Regions from separate parts of the Triticum aestivum genome. Here region 1 is linked to region 2. A link is a contact called in public Hi-C data. All regions are on one chromosome and are shown on one strand. Each heading gives the region's core, a stretch centred on a gene start, on an enhancer-like site or on the middle of the called end of the contact. The rest is flanking DNA. Distances are from core to core; before and after follow the strand shown.

What was found. Hi-C and Micro-C count contacts between places; a contact is called where the count stands out from the background.
Region 1: a Hi-C map of leaf shows a contact between it and region 2, with 5 times the contacts expected there. The contact joins the promoter of LOC123049719 here to the enhancer-like site in region 2. A contact is called at or near these places in 2 of 5 Hi-C or Micro-C datasets (both in leaf).

What each region holds. Positions count from the first base shown.
Region 1 is chr2D:510,180,108-510,184,381 of IWGSC CS RefSeq v2.1, forward strand. LOC123049719 reads right to left here and starts at 2,166. Exons shown (of 1, transcript XM_044472606.1): 1 at 1,464-2,166. The coding sequence starts at 2,069. The coding sequence ends at 1,701.
Region 2 is chr2D:510,010,527-510,014,488 of IWGSC CS RefSeq v2.1, forward strand. No RefSeq gene overlaps it. Among protein-coding and RNA genes, the nearest start is that of LOC123054128, 41 kb to the left of the region's middle. Within about 2 kb of position 1,490, at least 7 of the 8 cell types and tissues checked have an H3K27ac peak or open chromatin away from gene starts, as enhancers often do. A contact at or near this core is called in leaf, where this site is marked.

The sequences.
Region 1 (4,274 bases), core at 916-3,415, 170 kb after region 2:
TTTTAGAGCGAGTGATTCTCCCAGTGTTGATGTCGTGGAGGATTTGGTGAACGGGATGATTCTTTGAGACTCTTAATCTAACTCGTGAGAGCTTTTGCTTGGGTTGTGATGGAACATCCTCATCATCATCATCATCTTCTTCTTCACTGTTGGTGGCGTCGTTGTTCGCTCGTGGAGGTGGAGAAGGAGGTTGAGGTGGATCATCTTGTTGTACTCTCTCATTCCCTTCGTCTTGATGTGTTCCACTTGTGGATGCCTCCATGTCGAAATCTTAGAAACTAGATCCCATGTTATTAGGTTTCGACGAATTTTTTCCCTAGGATAAAAAGCAATAACCGACCCCCCCCCCCCCTGAAACTAGATCCCATGTTATTAGGTTTCCACGGATTTTTTCCCTAGGATAAAAACCAATAGTTAGTATGTTTCTCCACGAGAAGCAAATTTGTGCTTCTCGTGGAAGCATAATTTTCAAAAAGCCAAAAAAGATCCGCTCGCAGAAAAGTTCTCCAAAACCTAGGGAAAATCGGGCGAAACCCAAAAAGCCAAAAACCTCATAGAAAACCCCATCTAAAATCCGAAAATGCATACAGAAAAAAAATGAGAAAACGAAATTCAGAAAGAACGCTCAGCACGTGACATGTGGCGACCGCTAGACACCACTTGGCGTACTCCTAGAGCATCAAAACTGACCCCTGAAGGTCCTTGCAAGGGGTAACCTCTAGTTAGTGCTCCTGTTAAAAAGGGCCCCGGCGGTGTGTGGCGAGTGGCAAGGGGACTCGCGGGCGGTAGATATGAGCTACTGGCATTTAAAAAAAAGATACGGGCTACTTTTTTTTTGACAACTAAAAAGATACGAGCTACTTGTTCTGCTCAAGTACTCGGCATTAGTTGGTACATATGCTATTACGTTTCACTTGCAGTTGCAGCGCCACTTGATCTTCAGTTTGGGTTTCTTGCCGTGAGTTGCAACCTAACAAGACGTTTTGGATCACGCAGAAAGCACTTGTGTGCACTCCAACCTGAATCGAAGGGCCTGGTTATACTATTTTTTTTCTACATAAAGAGAACTCCCTCATCGATTTCATTTAACTGAAATCATATTGTCTTTTACAATCATCTACACTGGTTATACTAATTTGATGTACCTGTCTAACTAGCATGTACTAGTATAAAGTTGAGTCATCTATTTTAAAACGGATGGAGTATACATACAGTTTTCTAAAAATAAACTATGTAGGTAGGTCTCCTGTTGAGCCATCTTTGTTACAACTTTTTTTTTGACATCACATCTTTGTTACAACTTAATATGCACGGGAAGTATCCTAGGAAATGAAAAGAAAAGCCACGTCTTTCCAAGAAGTCAGAACACACCGAAAGAAAAAAACTGTAATAAACAAGGTTTTTTAGGAGAGATTGTAATAAACAAGTAAATAAAGGATGTAAAACAAACTAGAGCCGGGCCATTCAACTTAATTTGTACTCATAAAGACCTCTCATCATCCTCTTAATATATACAAGTTGCCATTTTCTCCCCTCATAGAAAACTCCATCAAGATGAAGATGGGCAGTTTGACAAGGAAAGGATCAAAGCAAGCAACCAACGAATAGAAGCAGCGCAGGGAGCACAGCAGAACTCTTCGAGTTATCGCTCATCCCGGCGCGCACACGGAGTAGCAGCATCCATGTCAAACGGCTGAAGCTTAGGTGTTCTTGGTCGGCCGGAGCGCGAGGACGAGCCCCGGGAAGACGTCGTCGGGGTCGTGCACGTGCGGGTTCCTCTCCACGATGAACGGGTCCCCGCACTTGTCGCTGATGGTGTGCAGCGTCTCGCCTTCCCCGACCACGTACACCCCGTCGCACGGCCGGGCCGCCGCGCCGCCGAGCCGCGGGCCGCGGAAGTACGCCGCCGCGGCGCCTTCCCCATCTTCGTCCGCGGTCTCCGCGCTGAGCGCGCCCAGCAGCACGAGCGCGACGAGCGCCACGGCGCACCACCACGACGCCGCGTCCGCGGCCGACACGGCGGCGGCGCACAGCTCCGCGCGCCGGAGGTTGGTTGCGGGCGCGGCCATGCGATCGAGAGAGCGCACGGACCTCGTGAGCGTGTCTGGGGCAGAGGGAGGTTGCCTTGCCTGGCTTCGGGTGTTTCTGTGGGGCGCGGGGGGCGGTTTATAACGTGGAACGGCGCACGGACGTGGTGGTTCCGGCATGGCGGACTTTTGTCACGGTTTGGTAAACGTGGGGAGTCCACGCGGGAGAGGGGCCGGGCGCCCGGGGCAGTGCTGATTAATGGTGGTTATCTTCTTCCCCGAAATAATTTGGTTGTTTGCTTCTGAGTAGAAGTAGTACGACATGCCAATTGTGGCACCAATTCAATGCTCCAGTGATGTTGCTGCTAAATTTTAGTACTAGTTTTTTTAGAAAATTAATCATGCATGTAAAATGCTGCGTTATATTCGTTTAGTCATTAGTAATTATTCAAGAACCATTCTCTCTTTTTTTTTGCGGGGATATTCAAGAACCATTCTCTTCTTCCTTTAGGCAAGGAGAGTCGTTTTTTCTCAAAAAAAAAAAGAGTAGGAGAGGCGGTGCAAATGGAAGAAGTTGTTGCAAAGTATCACTGTAGAGAAGTACACCACAGCTCCGTTTTTAGGTATTGGCATCGGAATGACAATGATTAGCGGAGCCATATTTCCTTTGCTTCATACCAAAGCAGTGTAGGCAGACACGAGCGAGCCACATGTGTCTTCCGTAAGCAGCGCCACTTAGATTTGGAGCAGGGGACCAAACAACCACCGTGTGTCCGTGTCCACCGCTTGGTACGTTCCTCCCGTCTCGTACGGCCCGGCGGCCACACCAAAAGCGTCACCTGGGCGTGCTGCCTCGCCGCTACAGCAACTCTTCACCTACATGGCGCCGTCCGTTGTGTTCATTTTTGCGCCGCTCGCGTCCAAGGCATGCGTCCATTCAGCAACGGGAATCGAGTGCCGGCTGGCCCGGGTTTTCCCAGGAAGGTATGGCCGGCAGCGTGCGTGGACGCCGACGTTCGGGTGGCGACCGGCGTGTCTGCTTCGCCGGTCCGCAGCCGAGGGTTTGTCGAGAGGGATGTGTGAGGTGAAGTGATGCCCCGGGCCAAGCCGGATGGATCAGAGCATATCCATACCTTGCAAACCCACACGTTCCACGCACAGATGGCGTGGCCAGGTATCCTCTTAGATCATCCTAGTCCACCCCTGCCTCGTTCCTAACCTAAACAACAACAACAACAACAACAACAACAACAACAACAACAACAACAACAACAACAACCAGCATGTTCAGTCCTGATACTTACCAAGAAAAGCTTCTTGTTGCTGCTCATTATTTCGCGTTGAAATGGAACACCCCGACCTGTATAGGCAGGTGGAGAGGACCGCACAGCAAAAATGATGATCAGTTGAACCAAACCTTGAAATTGCCGCAAGGTCACGTTCACGTACGTGCGTCTTCTTGATTGCTGTTGGTTCAACTGCTTCTTTTCTATACGAACCAAGCGTACATACATTCTCACCCAACAAAGCTACCATGCCTGGTCCATGCATGTGGTCATGCCAGGAACGCCGGTTTCCTTAAGTCGGCCAAGCCGAGGTGCGTTTTGTTCCCAGAATTTCCAGTCCACCAGATAACGATGCACCACCAACTTGACTCGGCTCAAAACAAAACAAAAGTACGACTGCGGTTTTGTTCTCGCTAATTTGGAATGACGAGGAATAGTACAAAACTGTCTTTGGGAATCTAATCGCTGGAAGAAATCTTCTGCAGGCCCATGCATGAAAGAGAACGGTGGTCACTAGCTGCAGTACTTCGAAACTTTCTCTGTAGCATATCAATGGCAGGATAATCACACACCAGAATCCTAGCAGAGTAGAGAAAACTACTGGCTGAGCTGTTTCTGCAATTCCGCAATAGCAAAAAATCGTTTTTTCCAAAAATGATAACCAAAATAAGGTTCCTAGAAAAATAAACCAAAGTATCTCGGTTTGGTTATTTTCGTACTCCTATTTCGATGCAAGTAAGCAATCAGATGATAGTGGTCTGTATGAGGAAATAGACCAATACTTTTTCATTAGGACAATGCACATGCTCTACGAGCAATAGTTGCACGTTGCAAACAAATACTCCCTCCATTTTTATTTACTCTGGAGTTGACTGAAGTCAAACTCCGTAAAGTTTAACCAAGTTTATAGAAAAAAAAATACAAACATTTACCACAACAAAATCTATATGATATGAAAGTA
Region 2 (3,962 bases), core at 240-2,739:
GGGAGCATGCGATGGAGATGGGAACGAGGGACGCGTGGGTGGGTACATGGCAGGTGTGATTATGGGTGAATATGTGGCGAGAAAATCGTCGAGATTTGAAAACACATCGACGGGAGTGGAATCAATTTCGACTATGAGATGAAAGCCGCATCGACGTCCCTTGACTAGTCTGAAGATTAGATCCTATTAGACTTCCGTTGGAAGAGTTTCCCTAAATTATAAGTGCTTGTCGATGTTCAACTAAGATCTTCCTATGAGTGAATTGAATTTCCTGATTGTATTTGTGCCGAAGCTTACTATGAAAGAAATGTTCTCTTTCAAAATTATCACTCATTTGCATTATTTATTTTCACTTCTTTAGTGACTTTATTCTTCACTTGATGCTTTTGAGATCTCTATGAAAAGCAACATGCGATAGATAACTACTCCGTCCATCCCATAATGTATGACCTTTTTTGAAACGTCTTATATTATGGGACGGAGGGAGTATGTCTGATGCTAGGTTGCCCTGTTCTACATATATATAGTAAAATGAAGAAAAAATTAGTTGTTAATTGGAGAGTTCGTACATAATTTGTTTCATCAAATTAACATCGTTAATTGCGACCGGGCAGCATGTCCGGTTAGCAATCTCATACCTTGAAAAACATCGTTAATTGTTGCCTGTGGCAACGCGCCGGAATTATACTAATGGTGGTTAAGGGTGAAACATCTCGGCCATCATTATTTACACAATGGAAGAACCGGGTCGTTCTTACGCCAATTTTTTTACTTAAGATTTCTCCCAAGTCTTCTCTTTTTTTGTGAAACCTGATTTATCCCATGTCAAGCAAGAAGAATCAGCAAAACTTTTGTGGCTATGGACTCACATTCTCACGAGTCCACATCAATTTCATCCAAGTTATCACCAGCAGCCTTCTGTGACATGTGTACAGCAAATACTATATTGTGTGCCCCTAAAAAAACCTATATTGTGTGGTCTCCATGAGTGCGCCGATTTTAGGTGGAGATGTAGCTGTACGGAACCATTTGCTTATGGACTGTGCAAAGGATCTTTCCCTCCGATGCATCACTCTCATTTAATTTTGTTATTATCAGTAACAAACAAAAGGTTCGGCTTGACGAACTGTCACCACTTGACATAAAATCTACATCAATCGAATAGAACAGGCAAAAATTCGCAGCCCACCAAAAACCCACGTACGTATGAAAGTGAAAAGCCGTTACTACTACATCGTTCGTTCGTCCTACGGCTACCAACTCGTGCACGCACGTGCTAGGCGTGACGAAGAGAATCAAAGAATGCCTCTTTCGAGTGCGACGGGGGGCAAATGAAATGCACGGCGGCCATCGCCCATCCGTCTCTCTCCATTTTCGTCTCTTCCCAGCTTCTTCCACAGCCGGGCGCAGTGTTTTCGAACAGGTTGCACGGCGAGGGCGATGGCTCGACCGCAATAATCGAGCGCTGGTTTTGGACGCGGCAATGATACAGCCACACCACGATCTGATGTAGTATGGTCCTTCACCAGCTTGTCCTTTTGGCAGGTGAAGGTGACCTCTGGGCTGTCAGATGGCAAAGTTTCTTCCGTCCGTGCGTGGCGCGACACAGCCGAGTATCGCCATCAGCGACCCTCCGCTGCTGCGCGTGCCGTTGCCGGCCTCGTGCCACGCTACGCCGGGCCAAGCCGTCTGATCGTCTCTCTCCTCTCCACCCCTCGCGGCCGTCAGTCAGGGTACGGCGCACGGAGCACGTCCAACCTCGTTCGCAGCCCTACGCGTGACCACGACCTGCCTCTTTCTCCACGCCAGGGCTATTTCTCGCCCACTGCGAGACTCTGGCGCAGCGCTACATGATTTTAATTTTTTAATTAGTGATCAATTTTCAACTTGTTAACATTTTTTCTAAAATTCATGACAATTATTTCATTTTTCAATATTTTTCGAAAATTCTTGAACAATAATTTAGTTCATATACCAAGTGGTCATCTTGGTAAGCTATCAACAAAAATTGCAATAAATAATTTAGTTCATATATGTTTCTTTAAATTTTGGAACATTTTTAGTTCACGTACATTTATTTAAATTCATGAAATTTTTCTAAGATATTGGCTCCTTTTGAAATTCGGAAAACATATTGCAACCTTTTAAATTTATAGAATATTTGTAAATTCATGAACATTACAAAAATTCTTAAGTATTTTTTATGTGCCACAATTTTTTTTCTACAATCGCACAAATTTTAGAAAAAATAATACAGGACTTTAAAAAAATTCAAAACATTTCAATTTTTATATTTTGAAAAATATAAAATATTTTCAAATTTTCCAGTATTGCAATAGCACGCGTAATGATAAAACTACATAAAAACAGGCAAAATGGAGATGTCCCACTACACGGCAGCGCTGAGCCTGAGGTGTGCGCAATTGATATATATCGCTCCGCGCAAGCATTTTACATAGAGATCGCCTACAAAGGATAAGAGTGTCTGGGCCATTTGCACAAACCAGCTTTGGACCCCGATTTATTTTCACAATTTCCCTAACATTGTTTTGGCCGTCCTTGCTGTTTATTCTTGCAGTTTTTATTTCCCCTTTTTCTTTTTGGTTCTGTATATTAATGCAGAAATTCAAACATAGTTTTCCTTTTCCAATATTTGATGTTTTCTCAAATTCATGAATATTTTAAAATTTGGTAAAATTTTCCTAAATTTGTGAATATTTTGGAAATTCATAATAATTTTAAATCTGTGAACATTTTCAGTAATATTTCTTTTAAGAATACACGAACATTTTTATAAATTTCCAAACAATTATTGAATACATTAATATTTTTCCTCTTTGTGAATATTTTTACAATTCTTTAAAATTTGCTAAAATACCGAATAAAATTTTAAATTCTTAAGCATTTTCTTAATTTTGTGCACATTTTAGTTTCATGAAATTTGATAAAATTCGTCATTAGTTTTGCATATTTTTTTAACATTTCCAAAATTCATGAACATTTTCTAAATTCTTCAAATTTTATACAAGAACATTTTTATCAAATTCATGAACATGTTTCAAATAGAAAGAAAACGCACCAAACTATCAAAAAAGCGAAAACATCGAATTCATTTTAATCCAAAACTACTGAATTAGAATAAAAGTGGGAAAAGGAAGAAAAAACAAAAAATAAATAAACCCTGTCAAGGCTATTGGTGTGGGCGATTCGACGTGCGAATGGGCTGGCCCATCCCGCAGGTATGGAATGCCTGCCTAGCCTAGCGAGCGAGGCCAGCTTGCAGGTTGCTAGAAGCGATACATGGCGGGCCATCCTATAGGCAGCTTATTGCGGCAAGAAATCGCGGCTTCGCACACGGCGCAGCTCACCCCTGGGCCGCCCATTTCTGGTGCCTTCGCTTGGCGACGTAAAGATCGCAAAAACAGTTTGCGTTAGAGATCGAACCCACCACCTGTCCTAGATGCACACACTGCGCTACAACCACGACTGGCTAGCCCAAGAGAAATACTTACAATGCGAATCTTAAAGAATCTAACCGCGGCGACAAAACTTTAAAACCAGTTTGCGAAATTTCCACAAAAAAACTTTTGTAAAACTTTTTTGAAAGAAAAATAACAAAATTTAAAACATGAACTATTTTTTTGAAACTATGAACAATATTTACAAAACTTCAAAAATTCAAAGTCCCCCCCGAACATTTTTTTGAATTGGCGAACAAAATATGACAACATGAATAATTTTTCGAATTAGTGATCAAAATGCGAAAATGTAACATTTGTTGAATTTAATATATAGTTTTAAAAACAGGAACTTTTTCATTTTGATTTTTTTTAAAAAGCAAACATTATTTAAATTGGCGAACTAATTTTGAAAACATGAATTTTTTTTATTTGTGAACAAATTTTTAGAACGAAACATGTGTTGAATATATAAACTTATTTGAAAAACTGGAACTTGTGAAA